Regions from separate parts of the Mus musculus genome. Here all the other regions are linked to region 2. Evidence: chromatin contacts called from public HiChIP or PLAC-seq data. All regions are on one chromosome and are shown on one strand. The core of a region is the stretch at or near the end of the contact, and the rest is flanking DNA. Distances in the headings are between cores, read along the strand shown.

Region 1 (2,718 bases), core at 55-2,554, 180 kb after region 2:
TTACCCAGCCACAATGAGACTATGGAATGAATGAGAGAAGGGCTGTATGTTGAGAGCAAGAGAAACCTCCCTTATGACCAATATGTCTGTTGGGCCAGCTGACCCAGACACCAGTCCGGAGTCTCTTCTAGTTATTTGGTTTTAGATTCTGGAACACGAAACTGAGGTGGTTATCTTACCAAGTCAGACCTGGCCTCCAGGTTCTCCCAGCATCCCTCAGTCCCTACCCTGCCCCTAACCCTGAACTTTCCAGCACAGGGGCTGGGATACCCTTCTCCCAGAGGCTCTTCTCTATATAATCCAGACATTTTGGTCTCCTCTCTCTCCGTCTCTCACCGAGCATGTTTTCTTTCTTTCTTTCTTTCTTTCTTTCTTTCTTTCTTTCTTTCTTTCTTTCTTTCTTTCTTTCTTTCTTCTTTCTTTCTTTCTTTCTCTCTCTCTCTCTCTCTCTCTCTCTCTCTCTTTCTTTCTTTCTCTCTTTCTCTTTCTCTCTCTCTCTCTCTCTCTCTCTCTCTCTTTCTTTCTTTCTTTCTTTCTTTCTCTTTCCCCTCTTCTCTCTATCTCTTCCCATGGTGACTTCCCTGGCCTCCTTCCTTGGGGTTAGTGAATTCACCCAAGAACAGCTTCCCAATAACCTAGGATTAGTATAATCTGATCTGCCTTGAATTGGCTCATTGCACCGGTGGAGAAATAACTTACTACTAGTATCTAAGAGTGCTGAGATTGTGTCCTTCATAGTCCATGGCTTGGCTGTTGACAGTTTGCTTGCTGGGGTTCAGCCCTGCTTGCTTTATGTGTCTGGGTGCTGTCCCTGTTTTGTTCCTACTCTGTAGCACAGATACACTACCCACAGTTTCCAAGAGCTCTAGGGCTCTTCATGGGATCGAGGGCTGTCAACCCTATTTGACTCCTCTCTACCTCTGAAGACATGACATATACTAGCCCACTGATTGAATGTCTTACTTTGGAGGGTATGGACCATAGAGGGAGCAGAGGAAGCCTGGACCAGAGTGACCAAGGCCGGGTCATCTCAGACCCTCATCTGGGCAGCAGCAAGGTGGTGAGAGATCTAACTGCAAGCTTGTGGTTCTCAGAAAGCTCAGGGGGGTCTCCAATTTACTCCTCTAAGTGCTGTAACCAGACTAAGGTTGTGAGGCCTAAAACAAGAGTCCCATCCTCCTGTAAAACCTCAGGGTCAGAAACAAAGGTCTATTTTGGCAATCCAGGAAGCCAGAGAAGAGGGTGAGAAAGGAGAGACAGCCCACAGCAGCTCTGAGGGACTCCCAAGGGCATGGCACAGAGTCCTTCTGAAACCAGGCCTTTATGCAAATTTCTCTGGAAAGCTGGTTTTCCTGTTTTATAGTCTGTCTCACCTCACAGAAGGAAGCTTCAGACATGCAAAGTTCAGCTTACAAAAGGAGACAGCAAACCTGTCCTGAGGGTGTCTTGTGGCCTAGCTCCTGCTGACTCCCAAACAGAGCTCATAGCACAAGTAGGTTTTCTAACCTATCTCAAACATGCAAGGGGTTGGAGAGGAGGCTCAGCAGTTGAGCAATCTGTTGCTCTTATGGAGGGCCTGGGTTTGATTCCTAGCACCCACATGGTCATTTATAACCATCTGTACCTCCAATGCCAGGGGCTCTAATGCCCCCTTGTTATGGTCTGACATATCCTAATCCTCAGCATAGCTGTAGCCATTTTGTTCCATGCCTGCCAGCTATTTCATATTGTTGTTGTAACGTGCCCGCCAGTCATTGACAGAGAAGTGACTTGGCTCAAGGACATGCTGACCACATACCCTGTTTTATTCTGTATGTTCTGTATGAGACTTGCTGATCTTAAGAAATTCCACAAAGCTTCATGTAGGACCCATCAAATCGAAGGTCAATATGAACTGTTATGTCTAAAATATCTTGAATCAGAGCTGACCACCGGGCAGCACTTCCTACAACTGCATATGAACTCACTGTGGTCCGTTCCCCCGTCCCCGTCCCCGCCCCCCCCTCCCCCCCCCCCGTTTATAAGCTGACAGAAAAAGATGTTCCTGGTCATAGTTCAGATGATTCTGAGCTATGTCCCTGCTCTGACCAGCACTGGAGTGTGTGCTCACTAAACTATTCTTGCTTAACTGAGATCAGTGTTCATATGGTTTGTGTGGCGATTCCTGAACCCTAACACTTCTGACCTTTTTCGAGCACCAGGCATGTATGTGGTGCACATACACACACACACAAGCAAAACACATATACACATAGAATAAATGAATATAAATAAGCAAAAGTAAAACAGCAATCTGACCAGCCCTTCACTACACTTTCTGCACGTACAGCCCTCATCACGGGACCGAAAGGCCAGCCTTGGATAAAGGGCTAATCAGAGAGGGGCTGCAGAGATGGCTGGCAGTGCTCCCAGCACTTGGGAGGCAGCAGCAGACAGATCTCTGAGTTTGAGGCCAGCCTGGTCTACAGAGCAAGATCCAGGACAGCCAGGGGCTACACAGAGAAACCCTGTCTGGAAACAAAACAAAACACAACACACTTGTTACTCTTGCAAAGGGCCTGAGTTTAGTTCCCAGGACCCACAGACTTGTTCACAGCCTCTGTAGCTCCAGTACTAGGTTTCTCTTCCAACTTTCTTAGGGACCAGGTATACACGTGGTATATGTGTACGCAGGAAAACCCCTCACAGACAGGCTGGCAGGGTGGCTCATAGTTTTAA
Region 2 (2,700 bases), core at 141-2,640:
TGGGTTGTGACAAGTCGTCATCGTGGTCTTCTTCTTAATAGTAATGTTAAGAGTATGTTGTTGAGAGTAAAAGAAACCTCTGCTTCTCGGCCTCCAACCCCATCTTCCCAGACAGGATCTCACTATGTAACCCTGGATGGTCTGCAACTATGTAAACCAGGCTGGACTCCAACTCGAAAGATCCTCCTGTTTCGCCCTCCCGAGGGCTGGGATTAAAGATGTGCGCTACCATGTCTGATAGCACTGAAACATTTGGTTTACTTTAAAAACAAAAAAACTTTTCTTTTAATCTTGTGTTCCTGTTTTAGCAAGGGTGCTTTGGGGGGACAGGGACGGGATATATGCCACGTGTTTGCTGATGCCCTCCGTGGCCAGAAGAGGGCGTCAGATCGCACAGCTTTCCAGGTGGTTGTGCAAGCGAACGTGACTGCTCTGTTGAGGAGCTACTGTTCTTAAACACTTGAACTAGCGCCCCAGCTTCTCGGTTCACATTTACATTTAGGTAAATGTGTACTAATACCCCATGCAAAACGTTCCTTTTTTTTTTTTTTTTTTTTTTTTTTTTTTTTGCTGTCCACAAAATTTGAAAGCCCGGATTGACCAATACACCTTGAAGAAAATGGAAATAGCTTATACGAACAGTCAAATGAGGCTGTCTCTACCACAGGGGTAGCTCCAGGAGGGAGAGTGAGCCAACAATCAGGGAGAGAACAGGGAGGGTCTGGGAATTAGCTTACTACTCCAGGCTGACAGATGAGGTAACTGAGACTGGATCACGTCACGCACCTCAATATGGGATTTCACACCCCCTCAGGACTGGGCCCGCTGGCTGGCTGGCCCGCGCGCGCGGAACCCGCCACTCCGAGAGGTAAAGAACACACCCCTAGCACAGCGCGCAAACTCGCTGGCCTCCAGGGCCCGCTACGGAGAGTCGCCTACGCCCGGCCGGCCGGCCGTCCGCCCGCCCGCCCGCCCGCCGGACTCTGCTCCGCGCGGCCTCGGGAAGGCCGGAAGGAGCCCCGCGGGGGGCGCCAGAGGCCCACGTCCGCTCCCTTGGCGCCGGGACCCGCCCGCTCTCCTCGGAAACCCAGGGGCCGAGCCTCCCCATCCCGTGGAAGATGGAGGAGGGTTCCGTACGTGCAGCGCGCGTGGCTTGGCCCTCGCGAGCCACTGTCCCCGCGCAGCACGCACCCCACTTGCCACCGCAATGGCCCGCACCCTTCGGACTAGACTGCTAGACCCTAGGGGTCCCGCGCGGGAAACGGGACAGTACCTGAGACCGGAGGCGCCTCCGCCATCCCGTGCCGCAGCACCTCAAGCGAGCCCCGCCACCGAGCGAAGGCTGTCACCTGGTCACGTGTCCCGGATTTCCGGCGCCGAGAGACTAGTCGCTCCTACGCGCCCGGGGACAGCCAAGGGGGTGGTGCTACCTGAGCACACAGTGAAATGGCGCATTTGGGACGTCAGACAAATGCGCCGGCCCGGGTGCAAGCGGGGTTTGCGGGGGGGACACGAGTGGCTGGAGGAGACCCACCCGGACCGCAGGATCTACTGCCCCCAACTTGCGTAATTGCTTTTCGAGAGCTGCTGGGTTCTCCAGCTGCTACGCCTTTTTGTCAAGTCCTGCCATCCGCCCGGCTTCAAATGACCTTCAGCTAAGAGGCGGCCTGGAGCGGCTCACGCAGGCGACGAGGGGGGGGGGGGCGCTGTAGTAATCAAAGGGCATTGTGGAGGAAAAGACTGCAAAACAATAAAAGGTTACCTGCCAAGGGTTAGGTAGCCCACGACTTCAGGACCTGGGAGGCTGGATCGGGGGTGGGATGGGAGTGGGATGTAGTGAGTTCCAGGTCCTGGGCTACCTATCCCTGTCTGTGTAAAACGAAACACAGTATCTAAAGGACTAATAGCAAATGAGCCACAAACCGGTAGGCAAGTAACAAATACAAATGAACACCAACTGAGGTAGACAGTTTGAAGTTACTGTGTTTTTTTTTTTTTTGGAGGGGGGGGGAGAGTGGGGAAAGGGTGTCCTGATGTAGCCCCTGTTGGTATTCAGGCATTCTGCTGGCCTGCCCCCAGGACCCTAGCAACCACTTAGACCTGCCTCCACCGTGTGTGATAGGTGTGTGCTGCGTCTAAAGAGACGCCCCCAAGCGTCCCCCCCCTCCCCCCCCCCGCCACCCAGCAGCTGTCTATTGTCAGCGTCCGGTCCCCTTCTCTCTGCCCCATGGCTTTGCTCCTGTCTGTCTGACTGGCTCCATGCCTACTTGTCTGCCTCTATTCCTTTCCTAGGCCCTCACTCCTCTTCTCCCAATAAACCACTTTTACTTCAGGTCTTGTTTGCATGACGTAATTTCTCAAGGTTGTACCTTGGCACGGGCCTTGCAGTAGGATCTTCTCTGTCTCAGCCTCTTTTATAGTAAAATATAATCTTCCAAGGTGAGGTGTGGTGACTTAGACTTTAATTCCAGCACTCTGGCAGCAGAGACAGTAGTTCTCTGTGAGTCTGAGGCTAGTCTGATCTACATAGTGAGTTCCAGGCTAGCCAGAGCAACAGTACAACACTGTCTCAAACATTCTCCACGATGTGACCATTTTGGTTACAGGGCTTCTGCACTTCTTTCTAATATCTACAGACTAAGAAGCCTTCGACTGGGTGGCTTAGCCTGCCCCTAACCGAGCACATTTAGGAATCCTTCA
Region 3 (2,700 bases), core at 110-2,609, 220 kb before region 2:
CAGAGCTGGAGAGCTGCCGCTGACAGTCACCTGTCCTACCACTGCCTGTGGCTGTTGGTTAAGTCAGAGGTTGGGGGCAGGGAATATTCAGTACCCTGAAGTGTTGGGGCTCTCCAGCTCCACTGTGTGAGACCAGGCTAGAGGAAAGAAGAGTGTGCGTGCCTCATTCAGGATGTTTTAGGTGGGCTCCTTAGGTAGGCAGGGGTTTACTGAGTTTGAGACTGGACATATCTATATGTGGGACACTTTTTTAAAAAGCAGTTCTTTAATGGTCTCAACGTTTTGGGGGAGAATTGGTGATCACGGCATAGTTAGTGATCAAGCCATCAGACACTTAAAGGTTTTGACCCATAGTTAAGGCAAGCATCTGACTGAAACGGGCCCCCGTTTTCTCCTTGCGCCTTCTTCTGCCACCTGAGTGTGCAGACTGAGTCACGGTGCTGCTGCTCGCCATGCTCTTGCTGGACTATGAGCACAAGGTGAGCTCTGTTGGCACAGGGTGGGCAACACCCGTCAGGCAAATTAAACAAATGTCCTTGCCCTTAACCTTCTATCTTAAAAGAAAGTATGGCTGAGAGTAGTTAGTTTCTAAGAAAAGGTCAGTGGAGCCCAAGGAGTGCCTTTAACTTTCTAGCGGAGACCTGAGAATTATTAAGGTAATGAGATGTATTTTTTAACTAGCAAGGGGCTAGGGTCGATCCATGGGGAAATAGCAATACAGGTATTTTTTATTTCACAGTTTTATTAGACAGGTGGGCAGAAAGAGACAAACCACTAAAGGGGAAGCCAACAAAAAGCATCAGATAAACTTCTCATTCGTTAAACTGAAAAACCATCTACAATGAAAACTAAGAAAACTAGTAAGGTCAGGATGTCTGCTGGTTTCAGTTGAAATTGCATCTGAATCTTTTAAAGTTGTAAATGTAAACCTGGTTGATGAGGGCTGGGGAGGGGGCAATTCCCCTTCCAGTGGCCAGGATCAAACACGAGGGACCCAGCAAATGGTGGCCAGGCCAGGAGGGAGAAGTGATTACAAACGTAGTGTGGTTAAGAGAGTTCTAGAATGAGAAAGCCGGGCGACGGAGAGGGAGGGGCAACAGTGGGATCAGGATAAAGAGCACGCACTCAGCGAGGCCTGGATAGACCCAGAGGAGTCACGTTCATCTCACACCAGGCAAACAGCACAACTGCTCAAAACTTCTACTTGCACCCCAAAACTATCTATTCCCAAAAGGGAAAATTAATGCACTCAAGGCTTTTCCCACAGGACAGGTGTTCAGGGACCTAAGTGTGTGCATGTTAACTCAGTTTAGACTGCAGCATCTGGGCTGCCTAAGTCCACACAGCCTTGGAACTGACCACCCCCACCACAGGCTGAGGCCCACTTCCTCTTGCCTCTCTGCCTCCGAGTTAACACGCACCACAGGCCAGCGGGGCCTCCCACTGGCCAGGTGCCTAACCTGCCCTTGACTGGGGTGCTTTAGTATGGAAAGGGTTAGTTTTAGGGTGCCAAGAGAGTAAGGCCAAACAACTGGCTATTGAACTTTCAGTGGTAGGCAGGTGGGCACTGGGGAAGGAGGATCAGAGAGGATTTGGCTGTACATCTATCTGCAGGCTATCTGGGAGCAACAAACTCGAAATGTCTCTTTACTGTGTTCCTGAGTCAGGAGACTCAGGTACAGCCCTGACTGTAAACTCACTAAATTTCACTGTTCACCACTAAACATTCTCATTTGATAACAGACCGAACTTTTGAAGCCAGGGAAATAGCATTCGTTCAGGAGTGTGAAGAGAGAATGAAAACCCTGAGATCAGAAAGGAAAGGGAACCATGAGAGGAGGAAGCATGGTCTGTCTACTTAACCAGAGGGTCAGTCCTTCCCAGTTTCCCTCTGCCCTTTGGTTCCGAGCTGTGACCCTGGCACACACGAATCTTAAGCCCTATCCTTGAAGTCTGGCTTTACTTAGACAGTTTGCTAAACAAAACCCTCTTTCAAGTCTAGGATGAAGCTACCGGAGCTCAGGCTTGGGGGAGCCACGTGTGACTGACACCCAGGAAACAAGGCTGCCTGGAGTCAGCTGGGGCCAGGGGAAGCTCCGCACACCATTTCTGCTTGCACTCCTTGGCCAAAGTACAAGAAGTCCAGATCATCTCCAGTGAGGAAAAGGACCAGTCCCAAGCTGCACACATCCACAGTTGTCACTATCAAGATACGCAGCTCAAAGACAGCACAATCTTAACCCATGCATGTAGGACTAACACTGAGTAATTAAAGTGGCTACTTAAATCAACCCTCTTATGAGTACCTGGGCTGCATCCTCCCGCCGCAGCCCTCACTCTTCCTTCCCCCGAGGCATCAGCCAACACTGGGATAGGCCTTCTGTGGTTTCAGAACCAGGAACGCACACACACTAACCACCTCCCCTCCCCCACTTTCTGGTGGAAAAAGTTATCCCACCTTTAAAATAAATAGCAACCAAGTGCTCGGTTCTATGTAAAGTATGAATATTTATTTCAGGCTTTCAGATCCCAATCAATTCCAAAAAACAAAATCTGATAGCTCCTCAGAGTAGCTGCAGCCTCCATGTTGGGATGGTGTCACTGAGGCAGCACATTTCATCAGACTTAGCGAGAGTAAGTCCCTGATGCCCACCGCAGCCCAGCCTTAGGAAGGGAAAGAAACAAAACTCACCACCACGG
Region 4 (2,700 bases), core at 135-2,634, 190 kb after region 2:
GGGTGAGGCTGGGGGATGAGGAGTTTAACATTATCTGTGGTTCCATAGCATTTTGAGTCCAGCCTGAGATACACACGATGGTGTTTCCAATAAAGGAAAAAGCCACAAGACACATGTATTAGCTATGCTTGAGAGACTCAAGCCCCCTCCCCATCTCTTTTTCTGCCTGTACTTCAGATTTAAGTCCATACTGTCCTAATTTTTTATCTCTTTTTAATAAATCCAACTTTGCTTCATACTGACTCATTCTGAAAATCTCTACGGTAAAAAACCAAACCACCCAACAAACAAAAACAATCCAACAAAATAAAACTCAACCAAAACTGTTGGCATTCCTTCTACGCTCTGCCCAACAGTTACCTAGCAACAGCCAGGTAGGCCTGACTCACTATAAAAGGGACAGTTTGGCTTCCCTTCACTCCCTCTGATTCTCTGACTCTCTTTTCTCTCTTACCTCCCACACCTTCTCTCTTCCCCCTCCCTCCCTCTCCCCTTCTCCCTCTCCTTTGTCTCCTCTCCTTCTCTGTCTCCTCCCTCTCTCTGCCTCTACTCCCTTCTCAACTCCCCTTCCCATGTCCCCAAATAATCTCTATTCTATACTAGACCCATGGGCCTGCTGAGGTATCCTCTCCCACCGCACCATTCCTCGCTCTACAAAACATATCCCTGACTCTACAAAACACATCCTAGTCTTTACAAAACACATAAAAAACCAACCCAGTTTCATTTGAGTTGAGGCTGCAGAAGAACTCAATAGGCGTGGACTATGTGTCTCCCCACTGCTGCTGACAATGAGCTTGCCAGAGGACTTCCCCAAACCTACCATGGCAATTGGAGAAACGGAGACTTTGGGCAGGATAGTGGGAATGAGGGCAGAATCTCCCCTCATCTAGCCAAAGGAAAAGGAGAAATCTGAAATGTGTAGACTGAGAACTAATTTTGTGCCCCAGAGCTCCTTGAGATTGTAAGAAAATAATTTGGGAAAGGAGGGCCAAAGATGCCATTTAAAAGACAGCTCTGGGAAATCCCTGTAGAGAAAGTACAGGAAGCTGCTGTGCTCGGGTGCCCTGGTTTTGTTTGTTCAGATCCCAGATCAAAGGATAGCAGAGGGAAGCCTCAGGAAGCCACAAATGCCAGCAAGTCAGTGGTGGGGTAACAACCCTCACATTCCAGTCCCAGCCTGTGGCAAGAACCTTTTCATGTGGCTTTAGTATCACAGAGGCTGAGTGGGCCAGTGGGCCACACATTGTGTTTTGGGGGAGGGGGGGCTAAGACAAGGGAGAAGGTCATGGGATGACCAACCAGCCACCACCTGCAGACACAGGAACAGCGTGCAAGCTCATTGGTGAGAGCTGGGATTGTTAACAAGGACAGTGTTCCCTTACTCCAGACTGACCAGTTTAGACCTCGTTTGAACCTACAGTGCTCATTTCCTCTTTGTGTTAAGAAATAGAAACTGAGGCCGGGCAGTGGTGGCACATGCCTTTAATCCCAGCACTTGGGAGGCAGAGGCAGGTGGATTTCTGAGTTCGAGGCCAGCCTGGTCTACAGAGTGAGTTCCAGGACAGTCAGGGCTACACAGAGAAACCCTGTCTCGTAAAACAAACAAACGAACAAAAAAAAAGAAGAAGAAATAGAAACTGCAGGAAGACTTTGACAGCATCTTAAAAATTGAAAACAATTATGTCTTAAAACCACGTACAGGTGTGTGTTAATTGAATGAAAATGGCTCTCACATGTTCATAGGGAGTGTGACTTTATTTGAAAAGATTAGGAGGCGTGGTCTTGTTGGAGGAAGTGTGCCCGGGGGGATGGGCTTTGAGGGTTCAGAAGCTCAAGCTGGGCTCATGACTCACAGTCTCTTGCTGCTGCCTGCTAATCCAGATGTAGAACTCTCAGCTACCTCTCCAGCACCATGTCTGTCCACATGCTGGCATGCTTCCTGCTATGACAAATAATACACTAAACTTCCGAACCTGTAAGCCAGCCCCAATTAAATATTTTCCTTTATAAGGTTTGCCATGGTCATGGTGTCTCTTCATAGCACCAAAAACCCTTAGACATGTGGATATGAATGTAGGTGCCCAGGAGGTCGGAGGCATCAGATCTCCTGAGGCCTGATGGTTACAGATGGTTGCGAGTTGCTATGTGGGAGCTGGCAATCACACCTGGGTCCTCTGGAAGAGCCACGGGTGCTTGTAAGTGCTGAGCTATCTCCACAGCTTTAAATGATAACTATGGCACATTCTTTTTCAGTGCTAGATGTGCCAGATATGGTTAACATGTTTTACATGTAATAATAATTCATTTGATCCTCAGAAAACTTATTTCATTTTTAATTTTTCAGACAGTTGCCCTGGCTATCCTAGAACTCACAGCACAAGACCAGGTTGGCCTCAAACTCCCAGAGACCTGCCTGCCTCTGACTCCTGAGCACTGGGATTAAAGGCCTGCACCCCCACCACCTGACTCTCAGGAATGATGAGAGCTCCTAACAGCACACCCTGGAATTCCCAGTTCAGCCGCTCTCAGTGCTGCAGCTCACAGGCAAGCAGTGGTGCATAGTGACTGGTTAGGTTCCTTCGGAAGCAAGAGCCTCCTGGAAGGCAGACGATGGGAGGAAGGTAATCAGAGGGTACAAATAGGACTAGCAGAAAGAGATAGAAGGGACCAAACTCCAAGAATAGGCACTGGGGAGCG
Region 5 (2,700 bases), core at 112-2,611, 150 kb after region 2:
TATTTTGACTTGCATAGACCTCTAGTGAGGGCTGCTTTGTAGGCTGCGTAGGCAATCAGATCATGGTCACTGGCGGACTGGGATTAGGTGATGATAGAATGTCCTGATCGCCATGATGTGTACTTGGTGTACCATGAGGCTTGTTAGCTCATGTGAGAGAGGCAGCAGCTTGTTAGTAATAGCTGCCAAGCCCCCAGGAGCCTTTGTGACTCGTGATACCTCCAGGCAGACCTGGCTGGACAGGCTTTGGGAAAGAGAGAGTGCCAGCCTGTGCTAGGAGGTCAGATGGTGCTTTGTTTGGCTGTGACTTTGTTCTGTTTTTGTTTTGAAGATACTTTTTGAAAAACGTGTGTGTGTGTGTGTGTGTGTGTGTGTGTGTGTGTGTGTGTGTACACTTGTGTATACATGAATGTAGGTGCCAGTAGAGGCTAGAAGAGGGCATCCACTGGAGCTTGAGTTATGATGGGCAATTGTTGGCCTCCTAATGTGAGTACTGGGAACCAAACTCAGAGAGATGCTCTACAAATGCAACATGTGTTCCCCACCACTGAGCCGTCTCCAGCCCCTCCTCCGAGGACCATTTTAGGCTCTAAGATAGCAGTTCCTCCAGGAGGTCAGGATCAGTTATGGCAAAGCAGAGCCGTGAAGGTGGCTGCTTCTTGGCCCTTAGGACTTGACTTCTGTCTTGATTATCTTTATGTCACCTGTCTTCTATTTCCTCTTCCAGCTGTCAATGGATGTGTAGGGGGATGGAACTTTAGGAGGGAGAGGGCTCAGCGGTTGACCTTCCCTTGCCTTGGGGCATGACTGATACGGGGGTGGAGTGGGAGTGGTGGAAGTGTCTGCCAGTCCAGTCTGAGTGCCACCCTCTGCCCTGCTGTCTCCCTGTCTGACCACATCTGTGGTTTCTCCTGGGGAGTGTCGTAGCACTTACTGGTACTCAAGCGCTAATGAATAACCTCCAGACATTTACACAAAAAAGGGAGTGACAGTGTATTTGGACTTGGCTTTATTGGAAGAGTGGTCCAGTGAGTCCTGCCGCAGCCTGAGGCTTGCCGGTCCCTTTGCCCATATCTTCTGCGTGTGCCTTCTTTTCCCTTCTAGTGGGGACTTTTGCCTCTACTTGTCAGTCCTGTTTGTAGCAAAGCAAACTGAAGGAGGAGCGCCTTCCTATTCATGAGTGGCTTCTTACTTTTCACCTACCTTCTCTTCTGTCCTCTCTGCCTCCTCTAAAGAAAGAAAAGTCGACTTACCTACCGCTGCTATCCTAACTACTGCCGTCACCTTCGCCGCCACCGCTGCTGCCACTGCCACTCTGGTAATGTCCTCACATCTGACACAGTGCCAGGCCTCTCTGGCAGGGGGAAGCTGTGAATAAGCCCCTGTGACTGTCTTCCAGCTGTGGTGCCTCCCAGGCAAGCACAGGGCTGCTGTGGCCTTGCTGGGAAAACATCGAGATCAGTGGAAGCCAGCTCATGATGATGCAGAACCCGAGAGACTTCGCCGGCTTTAGATTAAACCCCGGTAGAGCTCACACTCATAGTGTATGTATATAAATGTTTATATCTTGTCTTTCTCCTCAGGTCATATCATTAGCATCTTCCCATGCTGTTTCATAGTCTCCATATCCATAACTTCAATGCTTTCATAGTAATTGGTCACTGAGTTCTACCACAATTAATCCTTTTCTTTATTAGAAGCCTAAATAAACAGTAGCAAACATCCTCAAGGCTCAGGTTTGCTGTGTTGGCTTCTTCTGCATTCAAGATTGTTTCCTCAGGCTAGATTTTCACACATAGGATTGTTATGTTAAGAAATACGTTGCACATCTTTATAATTAACCAGTATGTAGACAAATTGCTTTTTGAAAGAGAAGTCTCTGTTTTTAGCTTGTGTCTTACATGCTGCTCTCCCAGCCTGTGTTCTCAGAAGTAAATGTGCTCACCCTTGTGACTACTGTAGCTAACAGAATTGCCTCCCAAGAGTATGGGCCCTTGTTCTGAAGAGCCTGTGTCTTTTACTTAGTGGCGAAAAACTTAAAAGTCCCAGATTCAAGTTCTGTTGGGGACTGTGTCTAAGCCCAAAGCCACCAACTTATTATGCATAAAAACTAGAACCCAGCTGCTAGGAACTGAAAGAAGAGTAGATATTAACCTGCCACGGATTCTGCATCATCCCAGCTCCTGACCTCAGCTCTGAGCGCTCGCTCCTAGCTGTCTCACAACTCACTCAGCCGAGGTCTTAGCATCTTCGGAGGCACAGAAAGATACTTGGGGCATGGTCAGCAACTGCAATTGGCTACAGACCTGCCCCTGGATTTGAAGGTACTGTGAGTAGGAGTGGCTTTTTGATGAGGGTACGACAACCTAATCTCTCCCATCACAGATATTCTGATTCATAGAGAATCCTGGGAGCAACCTTGTTGTTGAGCTGCCTATTGCTGGTGTGTCCTCAGGCCATCTGGGTCTCAGGATCTGTCTGCTGATGACAGTGTAGGCCTGCGTCCCTGGAAGGCAGAATGGTTGGACAGAGGCTGTTGAGACTTGGACAGGGTGAAACATGACTTTCTTTAGCTGGTCCTCTGGCCTTGGTTGCAATCAAAGGAAGCCACTTTTGTCCTTCTTAGCTTCTCAGACTCAGGGTTTCCCTGGAGACTAGACGAGACTCTGGGACCTGTTCTGTCCCCCTCACCCAAAAGGC

The links. HiChIP or PLAC-seq counts read pairs in DNA pulled down with a chosen protein or histone mark.
Region 1: a contact with region 2 is called in an H3K27ac HiChIP or PLAC-seq map of embryonic stem cells, with 18 read pairs. The contact joins the enhancer-like site here to the promoter of Nfx1 in region 2. A contact is called at or near these places in 2 of 484 Hi-C or Micro-C datasets (the G1E-ER4 cell line and stem cell-derived cardiac mesoderm), 17 of 115 datasets of contacts at active chromatin or transcription factors (craniofacial prominence, differentiating embryonic stem cells, effector CD8 T cells and 10 more) and 2 of 9 other capture datasets (adipose tissue and liver).
Region 3: an H3K27ac HiChIP or PLAC-seq map of microglia shows a contact between it and region 2, with 3 times the contacts expected there. The contact joins the enhancer-like site here to the promoter of Nfx1 in region 2. A contact is called at or near these places in 11 of 39 promoter capture datasets (the C10 cell line, the HPC-7 cell line, cranial neural crest and 8 more), 4 of 484 Hi-C or Micro-C datasets (bone marrow-derived macrophages, embryonic stem cells, pre-megakaryocyte-erythroid progenitors and 1 more), 5 of 115 datasets of contacts at active chromatin or transcription factors (bone marrow-derived macrophages, embryonic stem cells and microglia) and 3 of 9 other capture datasets (adipose tissue, embryonic stem cells and liver).
Region 4: a FOXA1 HiChIP or PLAC-seq map of pancreatic cancer cells shows a contact between it and region 2. The contact joins the enhancer-like site here to the promoter of Nfx1 in region 2. A contact is called at or near these places in 14 of 39 promoter capture datasets (the C10 cell line, cranial neural crest, embryonic stem cells and 9 more), 6 of 15 datasets of contacts at CTCF or cohesin (the NIH/3T3 cell line, embryonic stem cells, large pre-B cells and 2 more), 87 of 484 Hi-C or Micro-C datasets (the AtT-20 cell line, B cells, the C10 cell line and 50 more), 54 of 115 datasets of contacts at active chromatin or transcription factors (the 230-238 cell line, DN3 thymocytes, the HPC-7 cell line and 36 more) and 4 of 9 other capture datasets (adipose tissue, embryonic stem cells, liver and 1 more).
Region 5: a contact with region 2 is called in an HNF4G HiChIP or PLAC-seq map of pancreatic cancer cells. The contact joins the enhancer-like site here to the promoter of Nfx1 in region 2. A contact is called at or near these places in 7 of 115 datasets of contacts at active chromatin or transcription factors (effector CD8 T cells, embryonic stem cells, extraembryonic endoderm stem cells and 3 more) and 2 of 9 other capture datasets (adipose tissue and liver).

The regions. Positions count from the first base shown.
Region 1 is chr4:40,793,132-40,795,849 of GRCm38.p6, reverse strand. No RefSeq gene overlaps it. Among named protein-coding and RNA genes, the nearest start is that of Gm34213, 22 kb to the right of the region's middle. Within about 2 kb of position 1,304, at least 27 of the 459 cell types and tissues checked have an H3K27ac peak or open chromatin away from gene starts, as enhancers often do. A contact at or near this core is called in embryonic stem cells and trophoblast stem cells, where this site is marked.
Region 2 is chr4:40,969,633-40,972,332 of GRCm38.p6, reverse strand. It overlaps Nfx1 (nuclear transcription factor, X-box binding 1), which reads right to left and starts at 1,390. Exons shown (of 24, transcript NM_023739.3): 1 at 1,274-1,390. The coding sequence starts at 1,298. It overlaps Gm52692 (a long non-coding RNA gene), which reads left to right and starts at 2,174. Exons shown (of 2, transcript XR_003955193.1): 1 at 2,174-2,700.
Region 3 is chr4:41,191,405-41,194,104 of GRCm38.p6, reverse strand. It overlaps Ube2r2 (ubiquitin-conjugating enzyme E2R 2), which reads right to left. Exons shown (of 5, transcript NM_026275.4): 5 at 735-2,700. Among named protein-coding and RNA genes, the nearest start is that of Gm22888, 10 kb to the left of the region's middle. Within about 2 kb of position 1,359, at least 39 of the 459 cell types and tissues checked have an H3K27ac peak or open chromatin away from gene starts, as enhancers often do. A contact at or near this core is called in the HPC-7 cell line and microglia, where this site is marked.
Region 4 is chr4:40,775,770-40,778,469 of GRCm38.p6, reverse strand. Gm34213 (a long non-coding RNA gene) reads right to left here. Exons shown (of 3, transcript XR_390479.3): 3 at 1,694-1,942. It also overlaps the pseudogene Psenen-ps. Among named protein-coding and RNA genes, the nearest start is that of Gm34213, 4.1 kb to the right of the region's middle. Within about 2 kb of position 1,384, at least 65 of the 459 cell types and tissues checked have an H3K27ac peak or open chromatin away from gene starts, as enhancers often do. A contact at or near this core is called in CD8 T cells, the G1E-ER4 cell line, the HL-1 cell line and 9 more, where this site is marked.
Region 5 is chr4:40,816,787-40,819,486 of GRCm38.p6, reverse strand. The region is part of intron 2 of B4galt1 (UDP-Gal:betaGlcNAc beta 1,4- galactosyltransferase, polypeptide 1); the gene reads left to right. Among named protein-coding and RNA genes, the nearest start is that of Mir5123, 32 kb to the left of the region's middle. Within about 2 kb of position 1,361, at least 25 of the 459 cell types and tissues checked have an H3K27ac peak or open chromatin away from gene starts, as enhancers often do. A contact at or near this core is called in pancreatic cancer cells, where this site is marked.